Regions from separate parts of the Mus musculus genome. Here all the other regions are linked to region 1. A link is a contact called in public Hi-C and HiCAR-type data. All regions are on one chromosome and are shown on one strand. The core of a region is the stretch at or near the end of the contact, and the rest is flanking DNA. Distances in the headings are between cores, read along the strand shown. Region 1 overlaps Hivep2 (human immunodeficiency virus type I enhancer binding protein 2). Region 2 has its middle 69 kb from the start of Gm40603. Region 3 has its middle 7.4 kb from the start of Gm40603.

What was found. Hi-C and Micro-C count contacts between places; a contact is called where the count stands out from the background. HiCAR-type assays count read pairs that join an accessible place to other places.
Region 2: a HiCAR-type map of PVALB interneurons shows a contact between it and region 1, with 4 times the contacts expected there. The contact joins two enhancer-like sites. A contact is called at or near these places in 1 of 39 promoter capture datasets (hippocampal neurons), 1 of 15 datasets of contacts at CTCF or cohesin (the NIH/3T3 cell line), 18 of 484 Hi-C or Micro-C datasets (the C2C12 cell line, the N1E-115 cell line, adipose-derived mesenchymal stem cells and 8 more) and 1 of 115 datasets of contacts at active chromatin or transcription factors (PVALB interneurons).
Region 3: a contact with region 1 is called in a Hi-C map of CD4 T cells, with 2.9 times the contacts expected there. The contact joins two enhancer-like sites. A contact is called at or near these places in 24 of 484 Hi-C or Micro-C datasets (the C2C12 cell line, CD4 T cells, adipose-derived mesenchymal stem cells and 14 more) and 5 of 115 datasets of contacts at active chromatin or transcription factors (CD8 T cells, T-cell acute lymphoblastic leukemia, embryonic forebrain and 2 more).

The regions. Positions count from the first base shown.
Region 1 is chr10:13,982,549-13,985,182 of GRCm38.p6, forward strand. All of the region lies in intron 1 of Hivep2 (human immunodeficiency virus type I enhancer binding protein 2), which reads left to right. Among named protein-coding and RNA genes, the nearest start is that of Hivep2, 17 kb to the left of the region's middle. Within about 2 kb of position 1,288, at least 300 of the 459 cell types and tissues checked have an H3K27ac peak or open chromatin away from gene starts, as enhancers often do. A contact at or near this core is called in CD8 T cells, PVALB interneurons, T-cell acute lymphoblastic leukemia and 2 more, where this site is marked.
Region 2 is chr10:14,389,850-14,392,483 of GRCm38.p6, forward strand. No RefSeq gene overlaps it. Among named protein-coding and RNA genes, the nearest start is that of Gm40603, 69 kb to the left of the region's middle. Within about 2 kb of position 1,327, at least 17 of the 459 cell types and tissues checked have an H3K27ac peak or open chromatin away from gene starts, as enhancers often do. A contact at or near this core is called in PVALB interneurons and cortical neurons, where this site is marked.
Region 3 is chr10:14,328,529-14,331,162 of GRCm38.p6, forward strand. No RefSeq gene overlaps it. Among named protein-coding and RNA genes, the nearest start is that of Gm40603, 7.4 kb to the left of the region's middle. Within about 2 kb of position 1,328, at least 18 of the 459 cell types and tissues checked have an H3K27ac peak or open chromatin away from gene starts, as enhancers often do. A contact at or near this core is called in CD8 T cells, T-cell acute lymphoblastic leukemia, cortical neurons and 1 more, where this site is marked.

The DNA of each region.
Region 1 (2,634 bases), core at 38-2,537:
CCTGGTAGCCAGGTGTGGTGGCGGACGCCTTTAATCCCAGCACTTGGGAGGCAGAGGCAGGTGGATTTCTGAGTTTGAGGCCAGCCTGGTCTACAAAGTGAGTTCCAGAACAGCCAGGGCTATACAGAGAAACCCTGTCTCGAAAAACAAAACAAAACAAAACAAAACAAACAAAAAAAAGATTCCTGGTAGAGAGTCCTATTAGGGAAACTGCAATCAGGATCGGGCAAGGAAAGTGCTTCTTCAGCCTCTGAAGATGCATGCCTCTTCTTGCTGGGGCCGGGCGGGGGTTGGTGGGCGGGAGTTGAGTCCTGCAGGACCGTAAGGCGTCAGGTGGCCTCTTGTGGGACTGCAGACCCGGGAGGCGCAGCGTTGCAGCGGGAGTCTCAGCGCACGCCCCCGCCTGCGAGCCCCCGCCCTGCCGGCAGCTGACCTTTGGCCCAGGGGCGGCCATCCGAAGGCGCTGACTGCGATGACGTCTCCCTGGCTGTCAGTGCACAACAGGAAATGCTCTCCGCCTCCCCACTTCCTGCCTGGAGAAAGTGGGGCTCGCTGCTCTAGCAGCCGGCCTAGTTTCGGGGCCCATGCGGAGCACCCTGGTTGCGCAAGGGCTCTGGGTGCAAGGCCTGGCAGGGGCTGCCTGGGCGGAAAGCCAGGGTGAGCACTGGCCGCGGACCGCCCAGCCTGGGGACCCCGAGCATCCGGAGGGGTCCCGGAAAGGAGGCCCCAGTGCTGAATAATGCTGACCTCACAGGGCCTCTGTTGATTCTCTGTTGTAAAGCCCTGACAGGAAGCCTCCTCTTTAACCCTCCTTCCAAAGGCCACCTTTGACTTTGTTGTGGAAATACTGACAAGGGCATCTGGGGCAAAACCTAAATATCAGGCCTGGGGACCCTGCAGGACAGACCCCTTCATAGTCATTTAAGCCATTGTTTAGGTAAAGTGAGGTTTTCTTTTCTTTCTGTGTGTTTTTTTTTTTTAAATATGAACCATTTTGCAAACTTAGGACAGTAATACATCAGTAGCTGTGGATGTATTATCTCGAATTTGCAGATATTTTGCTGATCTCTTTCTCCCTGGTAGACTTCAAACAACGGAAACCAAAGCACGTCAACCTAGGCTTATTAATAAGACATGTTTACATAACCCTTGAAACTGCATTTTAGAACGATATACAATCTATAATTTAGTACCGCGGATGCCCGTGTCGCGCATGCTTGCCAGTACGATAAAGGGAAGAGCCGTCAGCTAAGCAAGCATTGTGCTTATTTCCCTGGCTGACTCATGAATAGGCTTTGTCATGGGAGACTGTTCTTCTGGCCACACGGCCAAAATGCCAAAGTTCACTGGGAGGTCTACTGAGGTTTCTTATGTCAAACACTTGACAGAGTTTTAGTTAGATGAAAATACTGTGTAGTAGTTTCTATTAAACCCCAGGAATATTGTGGAACACGCACTTTACTCTCTGTGTTCTGCTACACTGACCTATGCTTTTGAAAGCGTAGCTTAAATGTCCTCACATGATTAGCCCATGTGTGTAGCATATGATGTCATTAGCCTTGGGAACTGTCAACTGATTTATGCAGTGAAGAACTTTAAGGCTATTTGAGAAGAGTTTTAAGTAAGACCTGTGGGTCTTGAAATCATGTCTTTGGTTTGTTTGTTTGCTTGCTTGCTTGTTTTTTTCTTTCTGGTGTGTATCTGTGGGAGGATAGTTTTGTTTCTTTTGAACTTCTACAGATTATAGAAGGCTACTCAGGGAAATAAACTTGGAGCATAAAAATCAGGGCAAGTTGTAGTTGAGGGGGGCTGACATCATTGTGTAGGCATTACCACATGCTAGCACACCTTATCAAACACAGAGCCTAAAGAATGTTAGGCAAGCTTGCTACCACTCAGCTGCACCCATGATGCAATCTTGATTGTTTAACAATTTGAAGAGCAAACAAGACCATGGGAATTAAAATCTCAGTGGAATAGAAGAATGTTACATTAGTAAAAGATTAAATTTGGGAGGTGATTTTCTTGTCCTTGTACTGACATAGGCAGGAGGTACATTGGATGTCCTGTAAACTATTGAAGTACATGTGAATTTCATCTTTGAGGTTACACTATGTTTGAGCCCATTGTCCATTGCTTTTCTGTATGATTTAACCACTTCTAAATCCAGCTTGTCCGTGTATGACATTAGCATTATGCAGATATTTATTTAGTAGTCGATTAATAAGGATCAATTACTCCAGATTTGAATTAACAATAATCTCCAGTTTTTATGCACCTTCTTGTTCGAGGTGCTAAGTAGGATCCTTAGACTCATTAACTAAATCTCATAATTGTCAGGAGAGTAACATACACTTGTGTGAAAACCATTTTATGAGGAGCCCTTCTGAGTGGTACCAAATTAGAATTTTTATAATATTTATCCAAACCAACATTTGATCTATATTTGTGGCTCAAATATATGTGCTTCATTTCATCCATGAATAGATATGCCTAGTTTGGAGGAAATACTTTTTTTTTAAAAAAAGATTGTATGTATGTATGTTTGTATGTATGTATGTATGTATGTATGTATGTATGTATGTATGTATATGAATACACTGTAGCTGTCTTCAGACACACCAGAAGAGGGCA
Region 2 (2,634 bases), core at 77-2,576, 410 kb after region 1:
ATTCACACAGCTCAGTGAACACGGAGCGGTCGAGCTGGTTCCTCCATGGAACCTTCTCCCTGACTTTCTAGTCTCTTTGTTGTGGGAGGGTACTCTTCAGGTTACTGAAAGAGAAATATGGACACCAACCCAACCGGAAAACCTTTGACCTATAATCTGTCCTGCCTGCAAAATGTGCTGGAGCAAGGGTGGCCCAGAACTCCTGGGAGTGGCCATCTAACGTCTGATTTAGTTTGAGGCCCACTCCACTAGAGGGTCCCCGTGAAGGACACTGGTCAGGAATTGGAGACTGGATAGTCCAGAGACCTAGGGTAGAACCCAACTTGACTTGCCAAAACCAAAACCAAAACCAAACGAAATAAAAATAAACAATAAAACGAAAAGAAACAAAACTCAAGAAATGTTTCCTTTTAAGATTCTGCTGTGCTCATAGGTCTATGCCGTTTCTAGGCATCATGAGAGAGGCATCCACTGGCAGCGGGTGGGAGTGGATGCAGACACAGTATGTGGAGAGAGAATCTAAATTGGGGGTCTCCATCATGTCCCACCCCTCAGAGCTCAGGGAAGCCAGTGGAAGAAGTAGAGGCAAGATTGTAAGAGTCAGAGGGTCTGAATTCAGGACACCAGGAGAATGTGGTCCACAGAATCAGCTAAGCAGGGCTCAGAGAGACTGAAGTGGCAAGCTTGGGGCCTGTGTGGCTCTGCACCAGATCCTCTGTGTATGCGATGGAGCTGTTAGCTTGTTTTTATGAGACCCCTAACTGTGGGAGCAGGTGTATCTCTTGACGTTTTTGCTTACTTTTGGGACCTTCCTATTGGGTTGCTTTGTTCAGCCTCACTGTGAGGCCTTTTGCCTTGTCTGAGGTAGTTTGTTTTGTTATATTTGGTCATTGTCTCTTAGAGGCCTGGTCTTTTCTGAAGGGATCAAGAAAGGGAGTAGGTCCTTGATGGGTGAAGGGAGGGGAAACTGTTTTGTTGGGATCTATTGTATGAGATAAGAATCTATTTCAATTTAAAAAAAGAAAAGGAAAAAGAAAGGAGTTTTAGCCGTATTTTGTTTCTCTTCCTTTCAGTACAACATTTTCTCTCAGAAATGTGATTTTAAGCAAGTAGGGAAGGGCAAAATGAAATTTAAAGAGAAGGTTGGACATTTCTCTTTTCTTCATTTACCATGCGCGTTCACCAAAAGCACGGAGCAAACATTTCGGCTGTTTGATCAAAGATTTCAAGGCTGACCCCACGCAAGAGCTGAGCAGTGCAGTATCTAGCATCACCAACCTTGCAGGATTGATGCAGAACGCTGTGGTCTAGGGCTGTTAGTCTATTGTTAATAGGACAGTGCCATCTGCTGGTGATGTAAATATTTACAGTCGCCTGCCTGAAATTGATATCCTTGAGGTGATGAATCCTGTTTGTTATAGTATTACTTTAACAGTACTTAGAGAATCAAAGTGAGGGATAGTATCATTTCATTGTCTTATAAAAGAAATCCTCTTACTATTCCGTGAGAAATGACAAGGTCCGTGCCCTCACCAGAGACAGCCCAACCATCCAGAGAGTGCCTGGTCTTTAGATGGTTTGCCTTCAGGCTGAAGGAGCTGAAGGAGGGAGCAGGGCGTCACCCAGTGGACTCATATAGCCATGGCAGGAATGGAAGGATGCAGTCCGTGTTTCACAGTGAGCTCCCCAAACCTTTGAAGAAACAAACCCAGGTGTCTCTAGCTATCTAGACTGCTGTCCTTTTAAAGCAATATCTTCTCTACCAGACGTTTCCCATTGATTAAGGATTGGAAGACAGGTTGCTGACAAGCGAGGCTTCTCCGGATTTTATCCGCTGTCGTTTCTGGGGCAAAGTACCACTGAAGAAGGGACTTTGCCACTGTGGTTAAACCAAACCGTTGGAGATGAAGGCTATCCTAGACCAGTGGTTCTCAACCTTCCTAAGGCTGTGACACTTTAACACACGTCCTCATGTTGTGGTGACCCTCCCAACCATAGAACTATTTGTGTTGCTACTTCATAATTGTAATTTTATGACTCTTGTGAATCATAATGCAAATATCTGTTTTCTAATGGTCTTAAGCGACCCTTATGAAATGGTCATTCGACCTTCAAAGGGGTTCACTGCCTATAGGTTGAGAACTACTTAACTATAACACTAGCATAAGCACTTGGCGTGAAGTGCAGGGCTTTTGGTTTTTTTGCAGCACTCAAATGGAAGATAGGGTTTTGATCATCCTTACCAAGGGCTGTATTCCAAGTTACAGAAGTTGTTTTGTGCTGGACATATTATTACTGTTTTTATTATCCTAAGACAAGACTATCAAATCATATGCTATTTATAGAATGGTAGAGTAGAGAGTGTACATGGGTAAATGAGGTTTTTTCAATAATTTTAGACACTAAGGACATGACAATGTGATGAAAGCAAAGGTCACACGGGGTGTGAGGGAATGCCAGGAAATGAGGCAGACATATAGGCAGGGAGGGGGACACAGTGACAGCCAGTGTGACTTAAGCAGGTGTTAAGAAAGGAAGAGAGAAAGGTCATGCTAGTGTCAGAAACTGTAGACTACAAAAAGGACAAAGTGAAAATCTTAGGAGAAGTCCTATGTGCAAAGCTGAGCCCAATAA
Region 3 (2,634 bases), core at 78-2,577, 350 kb after region 1:
TTGGCAGGGAAGCAGACAAGATAGCTTAGAGGAGTTATATCTGCCCACCTGTAGTGCTACAACGCTTGTTATAAATCTAAAAGGTCTCTGAATCTTTTATTTAGACAATAGCAGGTTAAGGATAACTGCCGCTGTAACAATTTCTAGCATTAATTAATATATACAGACTATTAGTAATCATTTTACAGTTATTCTCTCTAGGATAATATTGAAAATCGGTTTCTCCTGGATCATTAAATCTGAGCTGACACTACATTGACTGCTTTATATACTGTGTATCTTATAGTATTTGGTTCTTTATGAGTTAGGGCAAATCATGCATCTGCTTGTCACAAGGATTTTCTTTTCAGTGGCTTCCCATAGAAACGAACAACTCTTGGTGGGTGGCTCTTGAACCACATGTGAGAGAAATGCAAAAACTACTGCTTCGAATACAACTTCCTGTCTCCTGAGGATATAACAGAGAGAGAGAGAGAGAGAGAGAGAGAGAGAGAGAGAGAGAGAGAGAGAGAGAGAGAGTGTAGTCCAGATGTCACTACCACCACCACCAGACACAACTATGCCTTCACTGTCACTTTCACTGAGCATATCTGTGAGCATGGTGTAGCAGCCATCTGAATACTCTACTGCTGGGACTTGCATGTTGTGATGAACTATCACCCAGGCTTGTGAGCCAAATAAAGCATTTCTTCCTTAACACTGCTTTGTCAGAATAAGTTGTCATAGCAACAGGAAAAGAAACTAAGACAGAAATCGGTTCCAAGAAGTAGGGCCATTGCTATTCTAAACTGGACTACAGGTCCAAAGGACAAAGAAGTTTTTTTGGGAACTGCTTTGTGGGAGGAATGTTTGTGGGAGGAGTTTGGAACTTGAGGCTAGAAGTTCTGAACCTTCTAAGAGTGTTTGAATGATGGAAGCAGAGATTAGTGGGCCATTTTACGTGAAGCTTTCCCGACAGTGATGTTGAGAAGTACAGGAACAGTGGAGCTCGAGCACAGCAGGTTTCAGAGGGTCAGAAGGACCGTGTTCGGAACTGGGAAAAGGACCATTCAGTGTGCTATTTGAGCAATAATCCAGATTCATTATTCCAGTGCACTGAGAATTTAAATGAAATTGGATGTAAGGTTCAAGGGCTAACTTGTTTAATAAGAGAAAGGTGTTGGGGAAAGTTGAAGTTTCAGACACGTGGAGTGCAGTCAACAAGGCATCTTACCTGTCAAAGCGATTGGTGCCATTAAAGAGAAACCTCCCATTCTGCACTAAGACAACAGGAAAGAAAGCCTAGCACACAGAGGCTGTTTCAGATCTAATCTAAGGCACACAGGCAGGCTACACCTTGAGTTGGCAGCAGAACGTGACGATGACATCTACATAGTACTGGTTTTGAAGGCAGAGCTATAATGTTGAGGTCTTCATGGATGGCAGATGTGAGCCAGTCAAGTACTGTGTAACAGGATTTGACTCTCTTCAGTGAGGTCCTGAAAAGACCGTCTGTGACGCTGTGAAAGTGAAGCCCAAACTTCAGTGGAGACCCCAGGATACTGGAGATGCCAGGACCTTATAGGACCTTAGAACATCCACTAAGGAGGGCTACAGGTATAGAGTGGAGCTGGCCTAAGCCTAAGAGAGCACCATGTGCTATGGATAGCAGAGTTGGAGGAGTGGGCTACACAGGTCTTTTGGAGACTGCTTGGCTATGTCATAAGCCTCAGATTCTAAACATGAAGCTGAAGGATTTGGTGTTTGCCCTGGTAGATTTTCGTTCTGTTTCATTTTATAGTTTCTTGTTATGCTTTGATTTTACAACAGTGCTTCTTGCTCTCTGCCATTATTTTCTAGAGACATGCAACTCAGTTTTCATTCTGCACAAGCTCACATATATATGTATATAGACATATATGTATATATGTATACATATGTATGTATGTATGTATGCATTAAGATGGTGATGAGCTTATGGGAACAAAGGTTGCAGGGTATGGGTTAAAAGTGATATGTTTGCATGGCAAGTTGACTGTGGTGAAGTTAGGCTGGTTGGCACTGACTGTAATTCCACATCGACAAGTCAAGCTTTTGGGCGTACTTATTAGGGAGACTCTTAGTTGATCTGGGAAGAACCAGCTTAATTATGAGCAGGGCCATTCACTGGGTTGGAGAGTCTGCACTATATAAAATGGAGAGGGTAGCTTGATTTCTAGCATTCATGCTGTTAATTCATTCCTTCTATTATTGATAGTAAGTGACTATGACCAGGTCTCTGAAGCTCCTTGCCACCATGTCTTCCTCGCCATTGTGGGCTATAAGTTGGAATTTCGAGCCACATTAACTCTATTTTTAGATGCTCTTTATCATATTTTATCATAGCAACCAAAAAATAAACGAAGACTGAAGGTTTGCATGTGGTCAGAGTCAGCAAGCTCAGAGATAATGCCAAGAGATAATGGATTCTAAGAGGTGACTGGCACCTTGCCCCAACTCCAACACATTGTGAAGTCAGGGACAGAATAGTCAAATCCATTACAAGCTTAATTGGAGCTTCGAGATTCTTTTTCAAATCACACAAACTGAGAAAATGACACTGTTTGGTGGCATTTGAAAAATGAATAAAGATGCCAGGAAATTAGCCACCTCCTG